Regions from separate parts of the Mus musculus genome. Here all the other regions are linked to region 1. The links are chromatin contacts, called in public HiCAR-type, HiChIP or PLAC-seq and promoter capture Hi-C maps. All regions are on one chromosome and are shown on one strand. Each heading gives the region's core, a stretch centred on a gene start, on an enhancer-like site or on the middle of the called end of the contact. The rest is flanking DNA. Distances are from core to core; before and after follow the strand shown.

Evidence for each region. HiCAR-type assays count read pairs that join an accessible place to other places. HiChIP or PLAC-seq counts read pairs in DNA pulled down with a chosen protein or histone mark. Capture Hi-C pulls out chosen DNA fragments and counts their contacts.
Region 2: a contact with region 1 is called in an H3K27ac HiChIP or PLAC-seq map of microglia, with 10 times the contacts expected there. The contact joins the enhancer-like site here to the promoter of Ncoa3 in region 1. A contact is called at or near these places in 1 of 39 promoter capture datasets (pre-B cells), 4 of 115 datasets of contacts at active chromatin or transcription factors (astrocytes, large pre-B cells, memory CD8 T cells and 1 more) and 1 of 9 other capture datasets (liver).
Region 3: an H3K4me3 HiChIP or PLAC-seq map of bone marrow-derived macrophages shows a contact between it and region 1, with 4 times the contacts expected there. The contact joins the enhancer-like site here to the promoter of Ncoa3 in region 1. A contact is called at or near these places in 1 of 39 promoter capture datasets (hippocampal neurons), 2 of 484 Hi-C or Micro-C datasets (cerebral cortex and cortical neurons), 11 of 115 datasets of contacts at active chromatin or transcription factors (VIP interneurons, astrocytes, bone marrow-derived macrophages and 8 more) and 1 of 9 other capture datasets (embryonic stem cells).
Region 4: an H3K4me3 HiChIP or PLAC-seq map of forebrain shows a contact between it and region 1, with 4 times the contacts expected there. The contact joins the enhancer-like site here to the promoter of Ncoa3 in region 1. A contact is called at or near these places in 3 of 39 promoter capture datasets (hippocampal neurons, liver and pre-B cells), 5 of 115 datasets of contacts at active chromatin or transcription factors (astrocytes, differentiating embryonic stem cells, embryonic stem cells and 2 more) and 1 of 9 other capture datasets (liver).
Region 5: a contact with region 1 is called in a HiCAR-type map of astrocytes, with 4 times the contacts expected there. The contact joins the enhancer-like site here to the promoter of Ncoa3 in region 1. A contact is called at or near these places in 5 of 115 datasets of contacts at active chromatin or transcription factors (astrocytes, differentiating embryonic stem cells, embryonic stem cells and 2 more) and 1 of 9 other capture datasets (liver).
Region 6: a promoter capture Hi-C map of liver shows a contact between it and region 1, with 2.1 times the contacts expected there. The contact joins the promoter of Cse1l here to the promoter of Ncoa3 in region 1. A contact is called at or near these places in 1 of 39 promoter capture datasets (pre-B cells), 5 of 115 datasets of contacts at active chromatin or transcription factors (astrocytes, embryonic stem cells, extraembryonic endoderm stem cells and 2 more) and 2 of 9 other capture datasets (liver and pancreatic islet).
Region 7: a contact with region 1 is called in an H3K4me3 HiChIP or PLAC-seq map of forebrain, with 5 times the contacts expected there. The contact joins the enhancer-like site here to the promoter of Ncoa3 in region 1. A contact is called at or near these places in 7 of 115 datasets of contacts at active chromatin or transcription factors (astrocytes, bone marrow-derived macrophages, embryonic basal ganglia and 4 more) and 2 of 9 other capture datasets (embryonic stem cells and liver).

The regions. Positions count from the first base shown.
Region 1 is chr2:165,990,903-165,994,379 of GRCm38.p6, forward strand. Ncoa3 (nuclear receptor coactivator 3) reads left to right here and starts at 1,735. Exons shown (of 23, transcript NM_008679.3): 1 at 1,735-1,856. It overlaps LOC115489489 (soluble scavenger receptor cysteine-rich domain-containing protein SSC5D-like), which reads right to left and starts at 2,879. Exons shown (of 2, transcript XM_030252296.1): 1 at 1,438-2,879. The coding sequence starts at 2,792. The coding sequence ends at 1,701.
Region 2 is chr2:166,628,558-166,632,368 of GRCm38.p6, forward strand. All of the region lies in intron 5 of Prex1 (phosphatidylinositol-3,4,5-trisphosphate-dependent Rac exchange factor 1), which reads right to left. Among named protein-coding and RNA genes, the nearest start is that of Gm29679, 66 kb to the left of the region's middle. Within about 2 kb of position 2,439, at least 109 of the 459 cell types and tissues checked have an H3K27ac peak or open chromatin away from gene starts, as enhancers often do. A contact at or near this core is called in memory CD8 T cells, microglia and pre-B cells, where this site is marked.
Region 3 is chr2:166,573,345-166,576,883 of GRCm38.p6, forward strand. Prex1 (phosphatidylinositol-3,4,5-trisphosphate-dependent Rac exchange factor 1) reads right to left here. Exons shown (of 40, transcript NM_177782.3): 31 at 3,320-3,361; 32 at 2,202-2,422; 33 at 777-876. Among named protein-coding and RNA genes, the nearest start is that of Gm29679, 11 kb to the left of the region's middle. Within about 2 kb of position 2,272, at least 22 of the 459 cell types and tissues checked have an H3K27ac peak or open chromatin away from gene starts, as enhancers often do. A contact at or near this core is called in bone marrow-derived macrophages, cerebral cortex and embryonic basal ganglia, where this site is marked.
Region 4 is chr2:166,690,296-166,694,157 of GRCm38.p6, forward strand. All of the region lies in intron 1 of Prex1 (phosphatidylinositol-3,4,5-trisphosphate-dependent Rac exchange factor 1), which reads right to left. Among named protein-coding and RNA genes, the nearest start is that of Gm50596, 11 kb to the right of the region's middle. Within about 2 kb of position 1,511, at least 69 of the 459 cell types and tissues checked have an H3K27ac peak or open chromatin away from gene starts, as enhancers often do. A contact at or near this core is called in differentiating embryonic stem cells and forebrain, where this site is marked.
Region 5 is chr2:166,668,997-166,672,611 of GRCm38.p6, forward strand. The region is part of intron 1 of Prex1 (phosphatidylinositol-3,4,5-trisphosphate-dependent Rac exchange factor 1); the gene reads right to left. Among named protein-coding and RNA genes, the nearest start is that of Gm50596, 32 kb to the right of the region's middle. Within about 2 kb of position 2,200, at least 58 of the 459 cell types and tissues checked have an H3K27ac peak or open chromatin away from gene starts, as enhancers often do. A contact at or near this core is called in astrocytes and thymic regulatory T cells, where this site is marked.
Region 6 is chr2:166,904,127-166,907,627 of GRCm38.p6, forward strand. It overlaps Cse1l (chromosome segregation 1-like (S. cerevisiae)), which reads left to right and starts at 1,970. Exons shown (of 25, transcript NM_023565.3): 1 at 1,970-2,051. It overlaps Gm31204 (a long non-coding RNA gene), which reads right to left and starts at 3,168. Exons shown (of 3, transcript XR_866966.3): 1 at 1,453-3,168.
Region 7 is chr2:166,729,184-166,732,912 of GRCm38.p6, forward strand. No RefSeq gene overlaps it. Among named protein-coding and RNA genes, the nearest start is that of Prex1, 17 kb to the left of the region's middle. Within about 2 kb of position 1,293, at least 136 of the 459 cell types and tissues checked have an H3K27ac peak or open chromatin away from gene starts, as enhancers often do. A contact at or near this core is called in astrocytes, bone marrow-derived macrophages, embryonic forebrain and 3 more, where this site is marked.

The DNA.
Region 1 (3,477 bases), core at 485-2,984:
TGAAGGATGAAGGCAGCATCTTCGCTGATTATCTACCTGAGCAAGTCAATCAGCTACTTTAAATTTTGGCTCTAGCACCGGCCAGATGCTGTTGCAGGGTCACCTGCTTACCCCACCCAAAGCAGCGGCATGTCTGCCTTCTTTTTGGATCTTTTACTGAAACAATTGAATTATTTTTTTACTGTTCATATCTGTTATGCTCTCAACATATACATATATAAAGATTATGTATATGTCTGAATATGGATAAAATTTTAGTACAGTACTGTGCTTGAATCAGTAATTATTTATTTTAATGTACTTTTGTTACATTTAGAATTATTATTACTATTTTTAGTTTTAAGATTAGATTTCTCTATGTAGCCCTGGATGGCCTGGAACTCAGAGATCCACTTGCCTCTGCCTTCTGAGTACAGGGATTAAGGGTGTGCACCACCACACCAGGTTTGGGACTTGGCTGCTGTGGGAATAACTCCAAGGGTAAACAGTGGACACTTGCAGAACAGTAAAGTAGTGCAGGTGGGAAATCCTTGAGGTGACAGCAGAACCTCAGGATAGGGTTAGTCTTATTCACACTGAAGACATTTTATACAGTTGTGTCCCAAGACGTCCTCTATTTTTTCCCATTAACTCCAAATTCCTTTACAAGTTCTTTTTACCTAAGAACTATCCATAAACCGGGGTTGCTAGTGCATGCCTTTAATCCAGCACTAGGGAGGCAGAGGCAGCCAGGTTTCTAAACTGGAGTCTAGCCTGGCCTACATTTATTGAATTTAACTTTGGCCTTATTTATTTTGGTCAGACTCCCCTCACCCCCATCCCCAACTTGGCTTTAAATCCCTGCTTTGAAGGAGGACTTTGAGTTTTTGTTTCTTCTGTTTCTGCCCCGGAGCCATGGGGTCACTGGGATTGCCTTCACTTGCTACCATCGGTTTTCTTGGAGGAGAGGCTGGTTCTGTAGAATGCTGCACATTCTGCGCTTTAATTTTTTAAAAAATTATTTATTTATTTATTTTCCTATTCCGTTAGATTCAGGTCACTTAACTTGGTAGTTTTCTGCTTTCTGCACTGCATCCTATCGGGGACATGGCGTGACAGTTTGAGTCACCTTTGGTGGCACCGAGTTTAAGATGTTCTTGGTTAAGGTGCTGTCTCTCAGTAATTCCCACTGTAAAGCAAGCTGTTCTCTGGTTTAAATCACAATACGCAGAGACCAAACCTGAGGACCAACACCTTGTGAGCCAAAACCTTTTTTTTTCCTTCGAGACAGGGTTTCTGTATAGCCCTGGCTGTCCTGGAACTCACTTTGTAGATCAGGCTGGCCTCGAACTCAGAAATCCGCCTGCCTCTGCCTCCTGAGTGCTGGGATTAAAGGCGTGTGCCATCACCGCAAGGCCCGAAACCTTTTCAAGTCAGTGACTTAGCAGGGCTCCTGACCTCGGGCCTCAGTTTGCTCCTCTGAAAAGTAAGGACAACGCCCCCTCAGCTACTGGTCTTGTGGGACGGTGCTTGGCGCACAATGAACACTCCATTGAAGTCAGGAATTCCAGGATGGAGACAGGCAAACGGGAAAACGAACCCAGAACGTCCTCTTCACCTCCAGCGGCTGGGTGAGCTGAGGGGAACCCAGGCCTCGCGGCCACGCCCCCTGCCTCGCGCACGGCCCCCTGGGACCCGTAGTGCTGGGCGTGGCCGCGGGACTACAAATCCCGGCGGCCCCCGCGCCGCGGCTTCAGCGGCGGCTGCCTCAGCTCCTCAGAGCGCCGGCGGCGGCCTCGGCGGAGTCGGTGTCGGCGGCCGGGGCTGAGCTGTGAGTTTCCGATCGAGAACAGCGTTGGGGAAGATGGCGGCGAGCGGTGAGTGGAGAGAAAGGCAGTGGCGAGCGGCGGGCGAGGCCGGCGGCATGGCCTGAGGCGGGGGTCCTGGGGTCGCCAGTAACGCGCGGCGCAGGCGACAGGGATCGCGCGGGCGGCGCTGGGCTCCGGGGCCCGTGCAGGGTCGCGAGGAGTTCGCGGCCGCGGCCTCTGCTTGCCGCTGGGGCTCCCCCCGCCGAATCTCGGGTCGGAGAAGCTCAGCCGAGTCTCCTCTTCCCGCCGGCGCCGCCCGGCGGAGCGGACACGGGCGGCTCCTCCGGCCGAAGCTGCGGCTCCGCTGCGAGCGGGCGCGGCGGACACGGAGTGTGCGGTGCCCGCGGGGTGTGTGCGGGGTGAGAGTGGGGTCTGTGGCGTGTGCGGGGTGTGTGGCATGGATGTGGGGGTCTGCGGGTTGTGCCAGGTGTGTTGGGTGGCCCCGGAGTCCGCCAGGTGTGTGGGGTGGATGCAGGCTGCGTGTGGGGGTCTGCAGGGTGGATGCTGGGCGAGGGAGCTGAGTGCGGTGTGCGAGGTGTGTGCTGGTGTGTGCCGGGTGAGTGGAGGTGCGAGGGGTGAGTGCAAGGTCTGCGGTCTGTGCGGGGCGAGGACCGGGTGGATGCGGGGTCCGCGATGTCTCCAGGGTGGATGCTTGGCGGATGAGGAGTCCGAGGTGTGTGTAGCGTGGATGCAGGGTCGGCCGTCTGTATGGGATGAGTGTGGGGTCTCTCCCTCTCTGTGCGGCGTGGATAGGGGCTCTGCCGTCTTGTGTCGGCTATCATCGAGGTCGCTTTCATCTTCTGAAATTCCCAGTCTAGGTTCGTTCATTGATTCTGTTTGCAGTAGTTTAAATGAAGTGGGAGGCAGTGCTACTTCCCTAGGCAGCTTGAGGGTGGCTAGGGTGGAAAAGTTAAGCAGGAGAGCAGCTCGGAGAGGCCAGAGCATCGTAGGCCCGCGGAGCAGGAGCCTAGGACTCCACACTGTATGACACTGGAAGGTTGGAAAGTGTCTTTAAGTCGAGAAACTTTTTCCCCCTCCCAAATGCGAAGACTTCCTTTTTTTTTTTTTTTGGTTGCAGTTTCTGAGTAGCGCTTCAAAGCCAACTTGTTTTTGTAATTAAGCTTGTGAGGTTAAAAACCAGGAAGGCGAGTCAGTCCCCTGTCTGCTGAAGGGCTAGGTGGACGAATAAGATGAGAGGTCCTGTATCAGGGTTTCTGGACTGAGATTTAAATGTCGGGGACCCTCGGCTTGGTTGACAGATCTCTGCTGCGCCAAAGCCTCAGCATTTGTTCCTGCAGGTTGTTGCAGAAATGAGTTGCTGGAGCTAAGGGTGCATGCATTCAGATCTTCAGCAGATACGGCTGTGGACTAACAGGGCAGTGCAAACCTCTGAGTTTGTGAGCCGTTTGTTCTTTTAAAACCTTAAATGGTTATCAAGTATTCAGAATAGGTTTTTTCCACATCGGATACCCAACTGAAAAGGTCTGAAAATACTGAAAAAGGAATCTCTTCCACTAGAAACCCTGTCTGTGGCAATGACTGTTAGCATTTCTTGCAGTAAGTTTGGCTTTGGAACTAAAGACTAAAGTATTTTCATTAGAAACAAACCCCAGCTGGTATATACTGAGAG
Region 2 (3,811 bases), core at 1,189-3,688, 640 kb after region 1:
TGGGTCCTGTCCCCAGGAAAGGCAGAGAATCAGAGAGAGACATATACAGACAGATGGACAGAGTTCACATCAGTATACACAATAACAGAAGCAACTGAGCTAGGATAATGCTATCATGTCAGACTGTAGGCATGGCCTTTCTGGTGCTTCTTGAAGTTTCTTAAGCTGAAGGACAAAGACAGCTCAACTGTAAGAGGGTGAAACATGGACCAAACTAAGTGTGTGGCTAATCAGGGTTGAAGCAGACCTGTGTCAATCAAGATAGCTTGTGTTCACTGAAGGATCTCAGAGTTCCTTCCACTCCTTCTTTATCCAGCCACTTACAGTAACTATAACGCACTACCAACACAAGGACACTGAGGCACAGAGCTTCGGTTGCGTCTCAAAGAGGAAATAAAAATCCCACAACAGCATCAGAGAATCCTCCCCTGGCATGCCTGTGGCACGCTTGGGTGTCAGCACAAGCCTCCCCGACTCCACTGTCCAATCCAGGCACACACAGGTGCCAGTGCAAGTCCCCCGTCCCCCAAAACTGTTCAATCTATGCAGAGAATCAGGATGGTAAGCACCATCCCCACTGAGGAAGCAAACACAGCCGACTAAAAGAAGTCACAAGGCTAAAAGAAGGCAAAAGCAGAATGAAGCCCTGGAAGGGGTGATCTGGGCACACTCCCATCGAAGGCACTGTATGAGAACACAGGGGGATACTTTCAGGGTAGGAGGGCCAGGGGCTGAGGCAGAGGCTGGGGTGAAAGCAAGGAAACCTGATGGAACTGGAAACAGCCTCGGGCAAGGCAGAGGGCAGGCTTAGCAAGCAGCCAGCCCTGGGCAGGCTCCATGGGGAAGTCAACAGGACTTCTTCACCAACTGAAATGGAGGGAGAGCAAGTTGGGGGACATAGATAACACAAGGCTTGGCCTGAGAGACCACCAGCATGAAGTGTTGATTCCTGGAATGGAGACAGAAGGTAGGATAGGAGGGGAGCCATTCTTGGGAAGATGAGAGCCAGCATGCAGGGAGACCGGGGTGGGGGTGGGTTGTTAAGAGCTGTGGATGATCATAGCAGTGTTGCTCCTAAATGTCCACCAGTCAATGAATGAACAGTAAGGTACAGCCCAGCTCACAGGGGAATACTACTCAGTCATGAAAAGGGATAGAAAGTATAAACCCAGGCCACAAGTGACAAAAGCCAGACACACAGGGATAAGACCCATGACACCAAGATCCTTATAGATCCATCAGTGGGAGACTCAGAAGGCTCAGGCTGGAGTCTGTTACTCCAGCTGTGGATCCAAGGCTATGTCAGCAGCCAGGTCAGGACAGAGCCACAGCAAGGGTCGGGTACCATCGGCAGACAATCAAAAGGTCCAGTGTCAGGCTGGGTTCCCATTAGGGACCAGCTTGCTACATATCAAGGCGTCGTCACCCCAACTCTGAATCATCTCCCTGGAAACATTGACGGAAAACTCAATAAAGCTTGAAAATGCCAACTGTCTATCCTGAGCCCGGGCTGAAGAGCCAAAATAGAACGTTCCGGCTATTCTTAGGCAGTGTTCAAGTTCAGCTTTGGGGGCTGTTCCCAAAAGGCTTTCACTCTTGCCTACTCTTCTCCCACCCCAGGCTCCCCAACCCTGCAGCCTGTACCACCGGGAGTTCAGCGGGAACAAGGGGCCTCACAAAACGGAGGACATCTGCGGGTACATGTTTGCCATCTGAGGGGACGGGCTGGGGTTGGAGTCAGCTGCTGCGCTCGCAGGGTCATCTTTTAGAAAGCCCTGGAAACTGTGAGCAAAGCAGGCCTCCCAGGAGGGTGTAAAGGGCCCTCAGCCCTGCTGCTTGCTGATGCAAATGTTCCAGTGGCAGGAGCCAAGGCGGGGGACACTGAGCAGTTGTCTGTCAGGGAGTGTGCATGTCTCCACAGGAATCTCGGGCCCTGCTGGCTGGTCCCCAGCAGTCCCCAAGCTCCCGATACATGCAGAAGAGAGAGCAGCAGTGTGCACAGCTGTCAAGAGGGCAAGGCCAGACCTCCACCACTTCCTGTGGGTGCTTCCTGCAGAAGCAGCCAGCGGTTTGCCCCAGCTGCCTCCATCTTCCTGGGGCAAGAGCCCTATGGGACTAAACCCCAGGCTCTAGAGAAAAAGGAACAGGCCCCAGGTCCACCAAGCTCTGAAGCCACACAGGTCTTCCCACCTGGGTTACTGATATGTATCAATAAACCTGCTTCATTGCAAGCTCCTGTGACCCCGGACTTGGTCAGGACCCAGAAACCAAAGGGTTAGCAGTTCGGCTCAGCTCTGGGGCTGCAAATAAGGGTTCTTTCTCAAGGGTCAGATGATCAAGGTTTATAACCCAGAAAACCGGACACACCACTGAGCCATGAAGCCTCTCAGGCCTCGTTTAGGGAACTGACGAGCCCTACAAACTTCACCCCCAAGCATGGGGGCAGCTGAGCTCCCGGGCCTGCTGCTTCTTACCCCTGATTTCAGAGCCAGGGATAAGACTCTAGAATGGGACTGAGCAGCAGCAGCAGCAGCTCATGTGCTCTGGCACAGCCATTTATGTCCCTTCTCTGTGTCCCTAAGGCCTCGCCCACCCTCCTGACTACACTGCAGGGGTGTGCCCTCACTGCATAACAAACTGAGAAGCACCATGGTTACAAGCTCTGCACTACAAAGGAGAAACTGAGGCATAAGGAGTGGCATGACTGACTCAAGAGCTGGCACTAATAAACTGCACAGCTGCAACTCTCGCTCACACAGGCAGCCGTGGACTACCAAGCCCAGCCCTAAGGCAGGACCACTGAGGGGTGGGCAGCCATGGACTACCAAGCCCAGCACCAACACAGGACCATCGAGGTGCTCGACAGGGCCAGAGAGTGGGCAGCCAGGCTTGCCATCAGCAGCACATCCTCCTGCTCGCTTTGGTTTGCCTTAGGGGTGGGAGGTTGAGGGTTTTTTTTTCCCCTCTGTTTCAAAGCTTTGCAAAAGCACAAGTTCTCAGCTCATGAGTTACAAGAGCAAACTACTTGCTGGATCTGGCCCTGGTCTCCCCAATCTCTCTCTAAACCCCACAACCTGTGTCTTTCTGAGAACTAAGGACTAGTGTGAATGCAAAACAAAAGGGTAGGGGACAGACCAAGGGGCACCACCTCCAAGGGACAGCTCAGGCTCCATGGCCAGATCCGCCTGCAGCTTCAGAGCCCAGTCTGTCCACTGCCCGGGCCCTCACTGAAGTCACAGGAGGATGCAGCTGAGCTTCCTGGGGAGTCCCTCAGAGGTCCAAGCGGCCATGGCCGGAGGAAACACAGGGAGAGCTGAGCCCCACTCCCACAGCTTCATGTGTTAGCACAGCACGCTGCGTGGGCTGGAGAGACGGCTCAGTCCTGCTGTGGAAGAAAAAGGGTCCGACCTCAGGATGCAAGCTGGGACCTCTGCACTCACACAAAGGCCAGGTGTGGTGACACACGCTTGTAAGCACTGTGCTGGGGAAACAGAGACAGGAAGGCAGGCTCCTGGAGCTCCACAGCCAGGCAGGCTAAGGTCCAGGTCCCACTAAGGCGCTCTATCTCAAAGACAGATAGATGGCTCTGAAGAATACATACACCCAAGATTGGCCTCCGGTGTCCACACACACAGAAGAACCATGACCCCAGCAGTGCTGACAGCTCCAGGATGCTGTCAGCTCAGATGCTCAGGGTCATTCACCTTGAGATTTCCCTCAGCACCATCCTTACCCTCCCTGCAGTTCATGGAACAAAGACAGAAGTAGCCCCTGCGAGCAGGTTCAAGAACGAGGCATGGGCAGTCAGTTA
Region 3 (3,539 bases), core at 1,022-3,521, 580 kb after region 1:
CTCCAGAGGGAAAACCTTATACTTCCAGCCCTCCTGACCCACAGGGGTAGCCTCAGACTCTCCTCTTGTCTTCCCAGCCTCCAGGTGGCATGCTGGAATTTCTATGTTTGACATCTGAGGCTTCCCTGCCCTAATATCGCAGAGGGGCAGCGTCAAGCCCCTCCCCCTCCCCTCCCCTCCGTGCTTAGCTTTGAACCGCCCTATACAGCCTCCAGACTTGCCTGTGATGACCTCCCCTTTCACTGGCACCCACAGCCTCTGGCTCCCCACTGCTTTAGTCTTGGCCCTAACACTGTCCCTGCCCTGAGAGCTGGCCGTAGTGTCTTCAACCTCCCCGACCTTGTCCTGTGACTCTCTTGCCTGACAGCTCAGAGCAAAAGCTGTTTAAAAAAAAAAAAAAAAAAAAAAAAGCCAGGCTCTGTAGCTTATCAGCATCCATAAGGAAGAATTGTGGCCGACAAACATGACTCAGAGCCCACACCTTTTACCAGGCAGGCATCACTAATCAATCACTGCTTCCCCCTGAACCTTCACACAGGTAGCTGCTGTCAGCTGAAGACTTTGCCAAGTAATTTGTTGTAACAGCCAGAGAAGTAGCTGATACACCCCCCTCCTTTTTCTATGTGCTCCCCAAAGACTGACTCTGAGTCTCGGGTTGGGCCGTGAGGCTTGAAGCACTGGAGACTGGTCCACTTGGGCTGCTGGCCTGGCAGCGGAGGAGAGCCAGCGTGGCTCTGAGCAGCTCGACTCGGGGCAGGAAGGGAGGGCTTACTCACTGGCCACAGAATTCTCATCCAGCTGCTTAAAGGAGAAGGTGACATTGTCCAGCTCCGACAGCGTCACCCAGATGTCCTCCAGCATGGTCCGTTCCTCCTTCTGCGGGAAGAGGCGGTGGTAAGGGAGACTCAGATGCCACCCTGTCCTGGGCTGCCCTGGAGATGCCATGCTTTGCACCTACGGGGCTGGGAGGCCTGTGGGTGTCTTGGGTGTGGCTCTACAGGTGACATCATGGTTCATCCCACCACCTGCCCTGTACCCCATAGGGGTCAGAAGTCACTTCTGCTCTGCCTTGCTGTGTGGCCCCAGTAAAGCCACACCCGGTACCATCCAAAATGCAGCCAACTCCATGAGCATCTGCACTTCCTCTCTTAAGCCCCCTAGACCTGCTCTGTATCCCTTTCTCAAGGCCGTCCGCTCCTGGTCGTCTTACCCCATCCAGCAGCTACGACTGCCTGGACACAGTCTGCCTCCGTCCAGCCTCCCGGCCAACACCCAACTCTAGTTGCAGCTGTTCTCACCAGGACACCTCAGAGGGTTCTTTCTCCATTTAGTCCCCTAACCGCCTCTCTCCAAGGTTACACGCTTTCTTTTAAAACTTAGCCCAGATCACAGGAGTCCCCTGCCCTTCAGCTTCCGAGTCACTTTCTGCCTGCAGACCATCCCACTAACCTTGCTTTCCCTGCCTGTCCCCACTGGCCACACGGGCCTCTGCCCAGGGCCTCTGCCCGTGCTGTCCCTCTGCATACTTTTCCTCAGACCTTCCTATTGGCTGACAGATATCATAAATCAAAAGTCACCACCCAGAAAGTCTGGCTACTCCCCCCAGAGAGACTCCAAGGCCTTTGGGCTGTCTCCCCTGTCAGTCTACTTCTCTAGGAAATAAGCTGTAGACCCAGTGGCCAGCTCGGTGCTGGTGACATCAGTGAATGAGCTGGATCTGGTATTCCATCCTTAGAGGTTAGAGGGCTGCTGTGGAGTGGGGCCAGAGGCAGATCTCTGAAGACCGGCAGCAGTGCTCACCAGTGGCCAGCAGGGGGCGATCTAGGGCTGTGCTGCCCGTGGGCGGCCTGAGATAGCCTCTGGAACCACACATAATGGAACTGCTACTGGGTAACGAGCCAGCCCTCCTGCCCTCTACACTTGCACTAGATGCAAGTAATATTCTCTCCCCTCCCTGGATTCCTCAGCTGCCAGCCCAGACTGCCACGAGACACCCGCTTGCGGCTCAGAACCATGGGTCTTTTCTGTCTGTCTCTCTTCCCCAGGACACCACAGAGCACAGGGACTTTTGTTCATCCACGAACTCCAAAACCTAAAAGCAAATGCTCAGCAAATCACTGCCACATGAACCCCTGGGTAACTGGGAGCAGAGAGTAGCCACAGCACTCTCTCCCGTGCTGCCAATGACCTCAGCCGCTTACCACGGAGGCTGGTGCCAGCAGAGACTGCCAGTGCAGCAGGACACCTGTAGCCGCCACCTGCTCCAGCCACTTGCGGCTGGCATCTCTGCTGCTCTCTTCATACTCGCCGTTGTTGTTGTAGCGGTAGTCAAGGGCGGCCAGCAGCTGCTCCGAGAAAGTGCACACGGCGGCCACCAGAGCCTGACAGAAGACAGCATCCCTGCGCAGCTGCAGCTCCGTGTCTGTGGGGGGGGGGGGGGGGGCGCTCTGGGTAAGTGGTGCTGTGCGGACTGGCAGCATCTCCACCCTCAACACCCGAACCCTGGACCTGCCATGCCCACGGGGGCCTGTGGAGAACTCTGAAGGGGCAAATAGGTTGCCAAAAGCCAGTTGCAGAAAAATAAATTCTTCAAAAGAAGACAGATCTGCCCCAAGTCTCACTCTCCCACTGCCCAAGTGCCTGCTTCTTGGAGAATCGAATGTGTGGCTCTTCCCGAGGCGGACATACGCCCAAACCCTGCCCCACTGCCCTACAGTGAATCACGGGACCTCTCAGCCTTGGCCACACGAATCCTAGCAGTACTAAGCTGCATATTCAAGATGGGTCCCAGGAACACTTCCCCCTGCCTCACCTCCCCCAAGTCCTGCCCCAACTGGTCAAGCCAGGCAGTTGGTAATCTGTATAAAGAGTAGGCACATCCACACATGCACATATGCATACTCAAGTCTACATGTGCACATGCATGTGTGTGCATGGACACACATACTACACGCACACGCACACACATGAAGGTATCCTGCAGTTACATCCTCTATTATTTCCAGGCTCCGCTCTACTAGCTCAGAGCCCATGTTCCTCACCCTCCGTCTTCCACCAGTCCCCCTGCCAACACCCACCAGGCCTAACAGGTAGCACTAAACAGGGCTCATGTTCCCCAGGACCTGAGTCTAGTCCTCTGCCTGGCCCCAGAGGAAAAGGTGAGAAGTTCTCGGCGAGACTGGGAGAAAAGGCTGCCTCCCCAGTGCAGATGCTGAGGGCCCCATTGAGATGCTGTTGGCCAGCAGAGGGACATCACCCCAGCCTGTGGCCACAGCACCCACTGTGTCTCCCAGGGACCCCTTCACAGCCCCATTCCTACCTGTGCACTTGAGCAGAGCCAGAAGCAGCTGGTTCTTTCCATCTGAAAGGAGGGAGGAGAGAGGAGGAGGGGTGAGCAGAGATGGCAGAAGCGGGGCAAGCCAGTGCCTACAGCACCCGGGCTCTGGCCCCTCACAGATGCTTGAGCTGTGCTCAATGCATGCTGGGTAAGTTCCAGAGCCCCTGAACATCAGAGATGGAGCCCCTACCACCAGTGTTCC
Region 4 (3,862 bases), core at 261-2,760, 700 kb after region 1:
ATCTCTCCCCATTCTCTGCCTGAGGCCCCCTGTGGTGGGCAGCCTGGTGCCCTGCAGTAGTTTTCTCTGTGATGAGGGTGTTCTTTTCTAAGAGCTGTCCTTGAGCTCACATGCCTGGTGCCCCAGCTCCAGTTCCTGAATGACCCGCCCGTGCCACCACAGACAGTAAGTTAGATCTCAAGTGTCCCTCCACCCCCACCCCCACCCCCACCCCCACCCCCAAAGCCTGGGTCACCATCCTGGATGCTACCCAGAAGTGGCAGAACCGTTAGGAGGCATGGCCTGCGGAAAGGAAGCCAGCTCTCTGGAGAGATACTACTTCATGGATATTGGGGACGCAGCCCTGAGGTGAGCGGGTCTCATGGACCTGTTCCCACAGCCGTGGCGTACTGCCTTATCACAGGTGACTGGACCAACCCCAAGTCCGAGACCTCAAATACCATGAACTGACGTTCTCGGATGCTTTGTCACCACAACAGAAAGCCAACTGACATGCCCACCCAAAGAGCCTTTTAGTGCTTTTTTTTTTCCCCTTTTCCTTCTTCCTCTTCTATTTAAGATAGAATCCAATGTAGCCCAGGCTGGACTCAAATATGCTATGTAGATGAGGACGACTTTGAAAGCCTGCCTGATCCTCCTGCCTTTGCCTCCTTTGCCAGGATTACATTAAGCCCAGCTTCTGTGCTATTATTGTTTAGTAGTAGTAGTAGTAGTAGTAGTAGTAGTAGTAGTAGTAGTAGTAGTAGTTGTTGTTGTTGTTGTTGTTTTCCCCCTAAACACTGGGATTGCCTTTCTCACTTACTCTAGCTGCCTTCCTATCCACAGAGAGGTCAGAGGTCAAGAACATTCTTTGCAAAGCACGCTTGATGGTCTAACAAGCTATTTGCTAATGCCCACCTCTGCGGTTTACCTGTTGGTTATCATTTTACTGTGTCATTAGAAATGCAGCTGGAAAAAAATCTCCACAGCTTTACATCTTTCATATGCACTGTGTGTGCGCATGTGTGTGTGCACATGTATATGTGAGTGTGTGTGTGTGTGTGTGTGTGTGTGTGTGTGTGTGTGAGTGTGTGAGTGTGTACGTGTGTGCACCAATAAGTGCGCATGCAGAAGACAGATCAGGGCCTCTGGTATCTTCCCTCACTCTCCTCCACCTCGGTGCTCTGAGGCAGGGTCTCTCCTGAACCAGACACTCACCATTTCAGCTAGGCAGGCTGGCCAGCAAGCTCTTGGAATGTGCCTCCCTCTGGCCCCACCTCTAACCCTGTGTAGCTTCTCACATGAGTATAGGGGATTCAAACTCAGGGCCTCCCACTTTCAAAGCAAGCGCTCTTACCCATTGAGCATCTCCCCTGCGCACCCACGGGCTTTTTTTCTTCCCCCTTGAGAGATTCCCAAGGGAACTGAGCCAAGGGTGTTAAAGTCACCGCCAAGCTATTTTAACACTCTGCCGCTCTGCCTGTCCCCTGCCTGTCCCCTGCAGCCATGCCAGCCTGGTTTCACAGCTGCTGTGCACACTGTGGTATAAAGGACAGAAGGTTGACGTTGACACGCGCCTTCTCAGCAGAATGGCAGCCCCGCATCGTTCTCAGCCCACAAGATCTGCGGAGTCTGGAGCATACTGGCTGGGTACTGGGACACAGGCTTGCAAACCTGAGTCTGTTCATTTGAGGCCAGCCTGGGCTACCCCGAAAGACTCTCTCACGAAATAAAGGGATGGGGCACTGCAAGGAGGGGGTAGTTCAGTGGGTGAGCACTTCTCTAGACTGTTCAAAGACTTAGGACCTATCTTCTCCTCCTAGGGCAAGGGGACAAAAAAGCATTCTGGCCCAGATGAAAGTGAGAGTAGGTAGGGGAAACGCTACCCCATTACAGGAACGGGCATGGGATGGGGACACCTTAGCCCAGCCCCTCCCTCCCTGGCAAGCTGACTCCAGAGCCTACACTATCCCCCCTGTGGAATGATTTCACACCCGGGACCGGACAAAGATGCCTTTGTCACTTGCTGCGGGAGCCAGCGCTGCCGGAACATTCTGGGTTCTGTTCATTCAGATCTCCCTGTGTGGGGAGGGGAGGGCACAGCAGAACAGGATGCTTCCCACTGGGGCTGACCTCAGGCCCAGACGCCTCAGCAGACCTGGAGCGGGCTCCAAGCCCCTGCTGGTTTTGCTGGTTCGCTCCACAAACACTAGCTGTGAGCTCAGGCTGGGCCCAGCACTGGAAGCCTGGCTCCACACTTCATCCTCTGACCCAAGAATTCCCACCATTTGCAGATGCAAACACACAGCTGGTGTGAGCCTGGACAGGTTACAAACAAAACCTTTCTCTTACAACGAAGTGACTGGAGAACACCTTCCCACTTAGTTCCTGGGAAGGCCACTGTGCTCGAAGCACAGCACTTCAGACCTGTAACCACCGGTGCTCTTAGGAGATCGGTGGAAAGAGCTAGAACAGCAGGGGAAGAGGCAGTGTGACTGTGGTTTTTAAAGCAAGCAGGCGGGTGGCGAGAAGGCAAAGGAGAGGCAAGGGAAGAAGCCCCAGCTGAGAGAAGAAACAGTCCACCCAGCATCCAGCATCCGTCCCTTTATGGTCCCAATGCTCTGGGGTCTTCTTTCTAGGAACCACCCCTCCCCCCCACCTCCAATGGGTGCAGGGAAGTCCCGCCCCGAGTCTCAGTGAAGGATCAGACATGGGCACAGGGCCTGTGATAGCAAATCGGAGCCCACCCAGGACATGATGGACTCTCTTGTAACCCAGGCCTCTCTGTTCCTGGTTTTTGTTGCTGCTGCTGCTGCTGTTTATATGTTTGTTTGTTGCTTGCTTGTTTGTATGAGACAGGTTCTATGTAGCCCTGGCTATCCTGGAACTCACTATGTATACCAGGCTAGCCACTACGCCCTGTTTTTAATATTTTTAACTGTATTTAGAGAGTGTGTGTGGGTGAGTGTGTGTATACATGTGTGCACACACTTGCAGCAATCAGTTCTCTCCTCCCAACACATAGGTCCAAGAAATCAACTCAAGTCATCAGGCTTGGTAGTGATCACCCTTACCTGCTTAGCCATCTTGCTAGCTGCCAGTTCTTGTTCTTACTGGAGGCTGTTGGGGTGGGTTTTTCTGTCACTTGTCACAAAGAATCCTGACAGACAGACAGCTCTTGCTGGTGACTACTGTTTCAAAAACACAGACTAGGGCGAGCCAAGGACAACGGCTCTAGATGTAAGGGCAGGAAGACCTGACAGCACCTGAGCGGTTCATCACACTGTGGGGGAAACCCCTTGCTTCTTCACTGTAGGGACCTCCCAAAGGGACATGGAGCAGTCTGTAGGACAGATGGACGTGAGAGCATCCTGTACCACAGCTGACACTGCAAAAGAGACTGCCCACAGGCTACAGGAAATAGAGGCTGGGCCACAGAATCAGCCCCTCTGGAGACAACCTTCTCCCTCTTCTCCACACAGAGACAGAGAAGGACCACCCAAGAGCTGGCTGGCACCTCCACTTCAAATGCCCATGCCCCAGTAGGAACAGAGGAGACCAAAGGATGGTCCTTCAAAATAACTCCTCTCTCCTGTAAGGAACATGCATTCCTTATGTGTCTGACAAAAAGACAAAAACAAGTTGGAAGAAATATTCCTTTATCCTCTTAACTATTCAATTATAAAACAAAACCAGAGATAGTGCACTGACAACCAAAATTCAAGTAGTCAGGGCTGCCTGCAGGAACCTCAGCTGGATATGCAAGCCATAAAAATAGATTTTCATGCAAGAAATAATTTTTTAATCAAAAGGTTTTTTCCTTTTTGGGGTTTTTTAGAAAGGGTTTTTCCATGTAGCCCTGGCTTTCCTGGAACTCACTGTA
Region 5 (3,615 bases), core at 950-3,449, 680 kb after region 1:
AGAAGAGGCCTTCATGAAATAACTCTTATCAAGGCCCTGTGAAGGGCAACTCCACATTAGGGTGCCTCCAGCACTCCTGCAGTGTTATCAGAGAAATCATGCATTCCCCAAGAGACACTAATCAGCATTAAATCTCCTAACCACCACTGATGACAGCCAGAGAACCAGCTGCTCTCAGGCCCTCAGCTCTCTTCCTCAAGGTGAAGGCCTCACTGGGCCCCCTCCCACCCAGACCTCAAGCCCCCCCACCTCCCTAGAAGCCCCTCCCTGAGGACAAAGCCCTGGCTTCCCTCAGGCCGTGGGATTCCACCAGAAAAATCTGACTGGATGGACAGAGCCGTGAAGCATGTCTCTTTGCTACCTGGCCCCTCTGTCACCTGTCCCCAGCAACCTTGGCTGAGTGGGGTTGGCTCTCAGCTCCCTGCCTGCAGCCGCTACGATGCTGGCAAAGCCGTTCGGTGTACACTTAGATATTAATGACATATAAATCCATCTCAGCGGAGTTCATACTTCTAAAAAGTGATGACTGCTTTGCCTGTCAATCAACCACTCACCCAGGGTCTCCTGAAACTAGCCAGCTGAAGACAGAAGGCAGGGACATGCTAGCCCTGTCCCTATCTCTGGGTCAGAGTGACGATACCAGGCAAAACTCCACTAGACTCATTCATAAAAACTGCACTGCTGTCTACTCTGCCCAAGAACCTGGCTTTGAGGTGCCCCATTTGGTGGTGCAAGGCTTGGCTCCAGGCATCAAGCTCACCACCAACACCCAGTCCTTCGGAGAGCACAAGCCAGGTCGTTTGGCTCAGACTTCTGAGCCTCCCTCCCTCCAGCCAAGAAGCACTCATTCCCTTGGCTGGCTGTCTTCCCTCAGCTTTTATTGCTGATCTTCAAGTTCACCAACCAACTCCTTCTCACTGGACAATGACCCTCGTGCGTGCAGGCACACAACCTCAGGTGTGAGTCCTCACTCTCCACTCTATTTGAGGCAGGCCTCTTGGCTGTTTTGCTGTTGCTGATGCCAGGTTTGCTGCCCCGTCCCCCAGCTTCCAGAGCTTCTCCTGCCTCTACCTCTCATCCCCCAGTAAGAGTGCTGGGTTCGCAGACACTCCTTCATCTGGCTGGCGTTGGGTCCTTGGGCTTTGAACCGAAGGTCCTCATGTTTGCACAGTAAATGCTTTGACTCGTGTGCCATCTCCCTGGCCCATCGTCTGACGTTTTAGATCTAGTACATCAGCAAAAAAGGCCAGAGTCCAGGGTTAGAATAGGAAAGATGAAGCTTTCTGAGGATAGACAGAGCTGTGGAGAGAGAGAGAGAGAGAGAGAGAGAGAGAGAGAGAGAAAGAGAGAGAGAGGGAGGGGGAGAGGGAGGGGGAGAGAGAGAGAGATCAGAGAGGACAGGTGCTGGAGCAGTTGGGACTAAGGGGCCCTGGGGACAGGGCTGCTCCAAACGGAGAAAGGGGAGGGACCAGGTGAGACCCAGGAACAGAGGCTTGAAAGAAATTCCCCGTGGGAGGGGTGTGGGGCCACACTAGAGGTGGCAGGGTCAGAGACCCTTTGCAAGGACCAATGAGCAATGACCACCCAAAACTATACTCTAAGTGCCCTGGAAGTAGAGTCCTCCTGCAAAGCCCTCAGTACCTGGGGCCCAAGGTGTGACAAATGATGAAGGTCTGGCAGAGAGGTGGTGCAAGGGAGGGAGGAAAGGAGGGAGGAAGGGAGGGAGGGAGGGAAGGAGGGAGGGAGGGAGGGAGGAGGAGGTGTGAAAGAGGGAGGGAGGGAGGGAGGTGTGAAGGAGGGAGGGAGGGAGGTGTGAAAGAGGGAGGGATGGAGGGAGGGAGGGAGGGAGGTGTGAAGGAGGGATGGAGGGAGGTGTGAAGGAGGGAGGGAGGGAGGTGTGAAGGAGGGATGGAGGGAGGTGTGAAGGAGGGAGGGAGGTGTGAAGGAGGGAGAAGAGGAAGATGGGGCAGGGAATTTGACAGGTGAGGGGTAGAAAAGCAGCTCACTGACCCTGAGCCTTCCTAACCCCTCTCCCACACAGACTCATTAAACCTCAGTGGTGAACTGAGTCCTGGATGCAGTTGGCCTCTGAGGCCTCACTGGGGTCCAGAAATGCTCAGGAAACGCTGCACAGCACTGGCAGGAGGCCGTTCCCATGGCCTCCTTCCTCACCATGGTGATGGACGGCAGTGGCACCATCTGAGCGTCTGAGCACATTCCTCCTTCCTGCTCACCCTGGAGACAGACCCCCATGTCCCTACCTTCCCTACCGACTCCTAAGCCCCGCCCCCTGCTATTCAGAACCCTGTGAACATCATCCGTCTGCCAATCCAGTGACAGCCAGTTCTGTGTGTCCAGGGATCTGGGTCTACACTTGGCAATGGTTTTTATTTCACACGTGTTTGAAGGACCAGTGAGGTGGCTCAGCAGGTAAAGGCACTGACTGCCAGGCCTGACAGCCTGAGTTCAATCCCACAGAAGGGAAGGAGAGAGAGAACTCAGGGTTGATGGAGAAAACCCTGGCTCCATCCAACACATGAAAGCAAAACAGTTTGACACCGAGTTCACCCTCTGGCCTCCACGTGCATGCACATACATGTGTATGTGCACACTCATGTTTGTGCACGCGCGCGCACACACACACACACACACACACACACACACGCGCGCGCGCATCAAAAAAGCCTGAAAATAAAACAGGAGACGCAAAGTGGGTCCAAAGAATGTCCTAAAAAAGCAAGGGTGCCTGAGGGCAGCTGGCAGCCATCACTGCCATCCACAGGCCTTGCCCCTTCTAGCCACATCCTCTTCCTGCTGCTCCAGATTACAAATTTATACAAGAGAACAAACTGCAGGCTGGGGAGGGGGCGGGGGAGCGGGGAGGCAGAGGCAAGCTCTCCTTTAACCCCAGCATTTGGGAGGCAGAGGCAGGTGGGTCTATGAGTTTGAGGCCAGCCTGGTCTACAGAGCAAATGCCGGGCCACCAAGAGCTACACAGAGAAACGCTGTCTCAAAAAACAGAGACAGACAGAGAAAGACTAACCTTGAAAGGGGATGGGGCTGAGGGATTTGCCTCAGTGAAAAGGGTGCTTGCCCAAAAGCAAGCAGATACAGCAGAAATGTCGGCTGTTCAAGGTCCACACATATGGCAAGCCTGAAGCCAGCCTGGGCTAGAGACTCTACCTCACAGGAAAACAAATTGTAAAATCTGTAATTATAAGGAATCTTACAGGCAGGTCTGGAATCTGGGGGAAGATCTGAAGAGGCCCCTGGAGAGAGCTACTTGCAAAATGTTTTAGAAATGAGAAAGGCCCGGCAAGGCTATCATCACCTAATGGTACACGGCTACACTGCTACAGTCCGATTTTGAAGAATGATCAAAACACATCTTTTTCCCCAAACATCACAGATGACAAGTGGCCACCAGATGCTGGGGACAGGAAATACGGTTGTGGTTTATTTTCTTTGTTTTCAAAAATTAGTGATGCCATTTAAAAAAAAAAAATCCAGGCCAAATAAAAAAAGTAGAAACGGTGGGTTTTCTTTTTTGAGGGTAGGGAGGGAGGGATGCCCCCTCTCAGACCTCCACAGACTTGATGGCAGACACACCTGAAG
Region 6 (3,501 bases), core at 720-3,219, 910 kb after region 1:
GGGCAGAATATTGTATACGTAATAAATAAATAAATCTAAAAAAAAATTACCTAGCAACAGAGCCTGGTGGTGGTGGCAGTGGCACATCTTTAATCCCAACATTTGGGAGATGGAGTCAACCAGATCTCTGTGAGTTCGAGACCAGCCTAGTCTACAGCTCTGTCTTCCAGGACAGCGACAGCTACACAGAAAAACCCTGTCTCGAGAAGTCATAAGCAAACCAAACCAATCAAACAAAAAACCCCAGAACATCTTTACTGAGCAGCTGGGGTGTGCTGAGTGTTGGAGGCACGGCTATAAAGAAGAGCAGTAAGACTTAAGCTCTTGTGTAGAAGAAACACAAGAAACTCACACGCCTTGCAGACAGCATGAGGAGGAGGGCTGAGGGTAGAAGCACTTGCTGCCAAGACTGAGGGCCAGGGTTCAATCCCTGGGACCCACAAGCTGGTGAGACCTGACCTCACACAGCTACCATGGCACCCACGCACCCCTCCTGTTACATAAATTAACTCAGGATGATAGAATGAAGTCAAGCCAACCAGGTAAGATACAGAAAACCCAGTTTAGGGCTGGCGAGATGGCTCAGTGGTTAAGAGCACCGGCTGCTCTTCTGAAGGTCCTGAGTTCAAATCCCAGCAACCACATGGTGGCTCACAACCATCCGTAATGAAATCTGATGCCCTCTTCTGGAGTGTCTGAAGACAGCTACAGTGTACTTACATATAACAAATAAATAAATCTTAAAAAAAAAAACAGTTTAATGAGAACCTTACATAAACAATGCATGCTTTTGAGGGTAAGCGTTCCCATGAAGTATCGATTATGAAAATGAGTGTTTGTGACCTGGAATTCATGGCAAGCTAGGCAGCCTGTCCTTTACTGGCTAAAACGCAAAGTGAGCCAGCTACTCCTGGACCCAGAGACAGGAAGGAACACATATCAGTGCAGTAAAGTGGGGTAAGCTTGTAGCAGAGAGGAACAGAGAAGGCAAGCTAAGCTGGCTTCTTCAGCCCGGTCTTACTACAGAACACTAGGCTTCAGTCTTGATCAAAAACCTGCTTCTAGACCTTCACCTTTCTTTGCTTGCGAGGCGTACAGTCACACAACTGTCTCCTGGCTTTTGAAAAGATAAGATTTCTCTTGTTCAAGGGTCAAATGAACATCCCAGTTACCTTTAAGTTGCCACCAACTACATCGTCGTCTGAAAAAAAAAATTTTTTTTTGAGAAAGGATCTCACTGTGTAGCTATGCCTGGCCTCTGTGTAGACCATGCTGGGCTTAAATAAATGGCGATTGTCTTGCTTCTGCCTCCCAAGTGCCAAGTGGTAACAAGCATGAGCCATCGCCTTCAGCTTCTGAAATCATGTGTGTGTGAGTGAATGAATGTGGGTGTCTTCATCCATTGCTCTCTTAGTTTTCAAGGCTGGATCTCTTATGGAAACAGAAGCTCACCAATTAGCTAGACAGGCCGGCCAGTAAGCCCCAGCGATCTTCCTGTGTCTGCCTCCCCAGGTACGGAATTGTAGTCAGGCTGGCTTTTATGTGGGTGCTGGGGATTCGAACTCCCGTCTTCTTCCTTGCGCAGCTATCACTTGCTTAACCAAGCGTGCTATCCCCTAGCTTGAAATTCTTACTCATTCGTTTATTCTATTTGTCCTAGAACAGACGCTCTGCTCTGTCCCTTCGCTCAGGCGTGAACGAGCACGTTCCATCCAACAGTTAGAAGCCACTAGGAGCCACTCGCAGAACCTGCTAGGGTCTGAGGAAAGAAACCCAAAACAGAAGCCTGCGTCAAAAGGCACGGTCTCTTGTGACGTCACCGCAGACCCGAGCAATGGTTCCGATTGGCCCTCGCAGCCGGGGTGGGGCCAAAGCATTCCTGGCTCCACCCCGCGTCCCGGTCTCACTCGCACATGCGCAGTGGCCGCCACCTTAGCCGCCGCGCCATTTTGCCAGGGTTTGAATGTGAGGCGGAGCAGCGGCTGGAGTGGGGTAGTGTCGGCTGCAGCTCTCGCTTGGGATTCCCTCCTCGGTCTCGGCGTCCCCACGAGGTGAGGCATGGAGCGAGCAGGGTGGCCGCGGGGACGCGGCTGAGGGAGGGGCCGATCGCTGGGAGGTGGATCTGGGCCTCAGCCCGAGGACGCGCGCCTGGTCTTCCCCGCACGCCGCCTCTGGGTCGGGCCTGACCGCTCCGGGAAGCTGGGGCAGCTTGGGGCTCGGCCTCACGCGAGCTTCTCGAGCTCCCGCCCCTTCCCTTCCAGCGTTGCTGGGATTGGTCGCGCCGCCGCGTAGGCGTCCGCGGATTGGTCAAGCCCGCGCGTCCGTTCTCGGCGCGCCGGGGCCCGCAGCGTGAGCGCTGTTCCGCGCCGAGGCCTGACCTGGCCGAGCCGGTCTGGGTCCCTGGTTCTAAAAGAGGCCGGAGATCGCCCACTCTGACTTCGCGGGGCTTTGGCCTCCGCCAGAGTGGACTTGGCCCTCGGGTTTCAGCTGGCTGTGACGTTCGTGTCCCTAGGACCTAAGGAACCTACAGGCGAATGGTGTTCCCCTGCCTGGGGCTCGCCGGCTTTCCAGTTAGATAATCTGTCCCCACGCACACTCCGTCTTTCCCTAGGAGTGTAATTCAGAGCTAGTCCTTGCCTCTCTACGAATTTCCTAGTTTTTAAATAATTAGGTGATGCTGGGCGTGGAAACCGTGCTCCCTCACGTGTTGAACAATCTCTTCCACTGAAATGGCATTTTTACCCTCTCCTCAAACTTACGATTCTTCACTTGCATATTCGGTTAAGTGGCTTGAAGGTTCCGCTGACTGCAGGCTGTGTTTCCCAGAGGGCTCGCCTGAACTGCTGACCATGGCCATTCGTCTCTCCATAAGCACTGTCGCCTCCATGACCGGCTCTTTTAAGTATTCATAGTCCCGTCCTGTATGCTAAGTCCCCAGCTTTCGTGATGTTAGAAGCAGCTGACCTCAGATCTTGGCGGGGCTGCCTCCCTCCCTGCCTTTCAAGTTCCCTTCTTAGGGAGGAGTTCTCAGTTCTCACTGCGATGGCCACATCACCCACGTTTATGTGTCCTGTAGCATTGACCTTATATGTAGTAACTACTGCTTGTTTCTCACGGTTCTCATCTGCTCTGAGTTATCTTTAAGGATAACTTTTTATTGCTGGGTCCCATGTATGAGAGCCACATGGTGAATGCTCTGTTATTTTATGAAGACATGGAAGGTATCTGTCTGTCTGTCTATCTATTTATTTTGGATAAAGGGTCTTTCATAGCCCAGGCTAGACTTAGAGCGTTATCTTTCTACAAGTGTAGGCTACCACACTCAACTCTTCTTCACTTTTCCATTTGTGCAAAGGAATTTTCTCCCCTCTGGCTGTTTGGTGTTCTAGTTGGGCTTTGGGAAGCCAGTCTCTAGACAGGAATTGGTTGAGAGAGCAGTGCTTTTAACTGTGGAATTGATTTATTGCCTTATTTGTTTAATATCTCATTCTATGAAACCCT
Region 7 (3,729 bases), core at 43-2,542, 740 kb after region 1:
TTAGCTCTGTTGTGTCAAGGACGATTGGAAATGAATGAGCATGGCAGGTTTCCAATAAAGCTTTATTCACAAAAACAATGTCCCAGCTGTGGTTGCTAAGTTGTAAGCAGAGCAGAGGGAGGGAGAGAGGGAGGGAGGGAAAGAGGGAGGGAGAGGGAGGGAGAGAGAGAGATCTCCCTCTCTTTAAATCTTTATGGAGACCACCTTTTTCTGGTCTTGGCTCCTAGTAAACTTTTTTTTTTCTTACTTACACAGGGAATAACTACACAGAACCCAACACACTTTAATCCATCATTGAATGAATGAATGAATGAGTGAGTGAGTGAGAGAGAGAGTGAGTGAATGGCTCTCATTTAGAAGTGGTTCCAGTGAACATCCTAGCAGGTAACCTGGGCATAACCAGAACAACAAGTCTCCATGCTCCGTGGAGACTACCCACTCTCCCCCCCCCAATCACCCCCCCAGACATCAACAGAAGGCTTTGCTTTCCAAATCCCCCCACCTAGTGAAGAAGGACAGCCACAGGGGGGCTGAGTTCTCTGAAGCAGACTGCTGCGAGTGATGAATCCATCCCTGACTCCTGGCCTTTTCATTTGTCCCAGCAGAAATGAGAATGAGTCACAGCTCTTGCTGCGAGCATTTTTTTGTTTTTTTTACTACATCCTTGTGTGTGTATATATCTCCTGCCTGTGAACCGGGAGGTCCGGGTGCTGCTGGTGCGGGGCTAATGACTTCAGCTGCAACTACAAAAGCTGTCAAGTCTTGCTAACCAGACTTCCTTCCCTATGCCATCAGCATCCAATAAATAAAGAAGGAGAGGGAGATTTTGTGTCTGGCAGAGGATGTGGGGCTATACAGCGACTCAAGCAGCCATGTTACGCTTTCCTATCCACAATTTCCTTCCCTCCAACGCCTGCCACTGGTCCCCTCCCTCCAGAAAGTCCTTCATTAATCTGATCCTGAAGCCCAGCTCAGAAACTGCTACGACCTGTGAGTCAGCTCTCCCCTCTGTGGACCACACAGTGCCCTGGTGTGTGCTGCTGGAGTTCTCTGCAGACACAATCCAAGCTGACTCCTTTCCGTCAACTCCTCGCTCGCTTCTCTTTGAGGAGCAGCAGGAGAAACGTGAGGTCATTTCCACGTGGCCGTGTTTTCGCTCTCCAGCCTGATGTGGCAGACACAGCTGACTTGGAAATTGTGAAATCAGAAGTCAGATCAGCACTTGGCCTCTGGCTGGCTGTGTGACTTCATGTCTGGGGCCTGTGTTCCTGCGTGTGTAAATGGGGATGGTGATTGTCATGGTAATGGAGCAGATGTCTCCTGGGCATTTACTCCGCTGAGTAAATGCGGCAGGGGTTTCTGTCTACTGCTACATTTGAGCCCCAGCACAGAACCTGGCCTGTTCTGTGCTGAAGGGACCTGCTGACTTTGTGTGTGTCCCCCAAACGCCTTGTGCTGGAATCTTTATCCCTAGGGCCTTGACAACGTCTGTAAGAGGAGGTCGGTTCCAGAAGATCCTGTGCTCATGCAGGCACTGATGATGTTCTTGTGGGAGGGACTTAGACCACAGGCTGGATTTGTCATAAAAGTTCAATGGCCTGTGGTAGCACAGGCCTGTAATCCCAGCACACCCAGGAAGTGAAGGCAGGCGACTCTGGCGTCCAAGGTCATCCTTAGCTGCGTAAGGAGTTCAAAGCTACTTTGTCTCCAAAATACAAATAAACCAACAAATAAAAAAATAAGAGGGATGGAGAGATGGCTCAGGGATGCTGTCTGAGGTCCTGACCCAGGATCCCTGACACCGATGTGAAAAGCCAGGCGTGGCCGTGTACATTTATAACCCTAGAGTTTTGTGAGTGGAGACATGGGGGGGGGGGCCCTAGAGTTTTCTGACCAGCTCACCTGGCTGGACCAGTGAATCCCAAGTTCAAGGAGAGATGCTGTCTCAAAACATAAGGTGGTAGAGCCTGGAGGGATGGCTGTGAGGTTCAGAGCACTTGCTGATCTTGCAGAAGACCTGAGCTTAGTTCCCAGCATCCAAGTCAGGCAGGCCACACCCACCTGCAATGCCACACCCACCTGCAATGCCACACCCACCTGCAATGCCACACCCACCTGCAATGCCACACCCACCTGCAATGCCACACCCACCTGCAATGCCAGCTCCAGGGGATCCATTGCCTTCTTCTGACCTCTCTGGTTTCTACTCACATGTGACAGAAACACACACACAGTGTCTTAGTTAGGGTGTTACTGCTGTGAACAGACACCATGACCAAGGCAACTCTTATAAAGACAACATTTAATTGGGATTGGCTTACAGGTTCAGAGGTTCACTCCATTATTATCAAGATGGAAACATAGCAGCATCCAGGCAGGCATGGTGTAGGAGGAACTGAAAGGTCTACATCTTCATCTGAAAGCTGCTAGCAGAATACTCACTTCCAGGCAGCTAGCAGTAGGGTCCCACACGCACCTACTCCAAAAAGGCCACACCTACTCCAGCAAGGCCACACCTCCTAATAGTGCCACTCCCTGGGCCAGGCATATACAAACCATCACACACAGATAGACAAGGAAATAAGATGGAAGACAATGTTAACCTTAAGCCTCCACATAAACCCACACACAAACACTGACATAAGGCACATACAGCCCTCTCTTGCTCTCCTGCCCTGGGATGGCACAGCAAGGAGGTCCTCTCTAGACACCAGCACCGTCTGTTGCTTATAAATCACTCTGTCTCTATTACTCCATTACAGGAATGGAATACTAACCAGCAGAGTGCTTAACAAGTGTGTGTTGGATAAATGAGTGGACGGTTGCCTCCCACGCCTGCCTGATCTTAAGAAGGCCCATCATCCTCTGGGAAGATACAGTCAAGGTCAACCTTGACTCCTTGGTAGTCCATATGCAGGCGTCTTTCTGCTGAGCGCCTGTAATAGTCTAACATCCTAACGATGAGATGCCAAAAACGCAACTCAAGCCAGGACCAGCAGAGAGAGGCATAGATTGGCCCATCTCAGTGAGCGTCTGGCTTCAGGACCAGGTAGATGTAGGAGTCGAAGTCTGGCTAGGGTTGTTTCATGTGCACGTTACTTAACTCCCCTCCTATTCCATCCCTCCTTTCCCTGGAGGAGAGGGATGACCTCACAGGGGCTGTGAGGTCACTTCTCAGTTCCTCATCAGCCCAAGGGGCCTAGCAGTAGTATGACAGTAAAGGACTCCAAGGGTCCATGACAAGGCAAAACCAAGGCACACATGAATGCTCCTCCAGCCACCCTCCAATCTCATGCCCTGCCAGGAGCACACTACAAAGGGCACCTGGAGCCCCATTGAGCCCTTGTTGTATTCATGCTGTGGACAGCTGGGCTTTTCGGTGAGACCTCTCCAACCTAGAGGCAAGCTGTAAAGAGGAAAGGCTGGACCTGATGGCATGTGCCTGCCATCCCAGAAAGCTGGGCGTAGTGGCACATGCCCTTAATCCAAGCTCTGGGAAGGCAGAGGGAGGCATAGGGGCAGGTGTATCGGGCTGCATAGTGAGACTGCCTCAAAAATAAACACACAAATAAATAAATGGAAAATTACAGTGGTTGGTAGGTGGGGCGGGGGACGGCATTTTGTCCCTTCTGATTCCTTCTTCTGGGGGTAAGGGTCCCAAAGTGGCTTCTGTCTTCATGTGCCCACAGTTTGGGACCTGGGTCCAGCCCTGCCCTTCTCCCTGCCCTG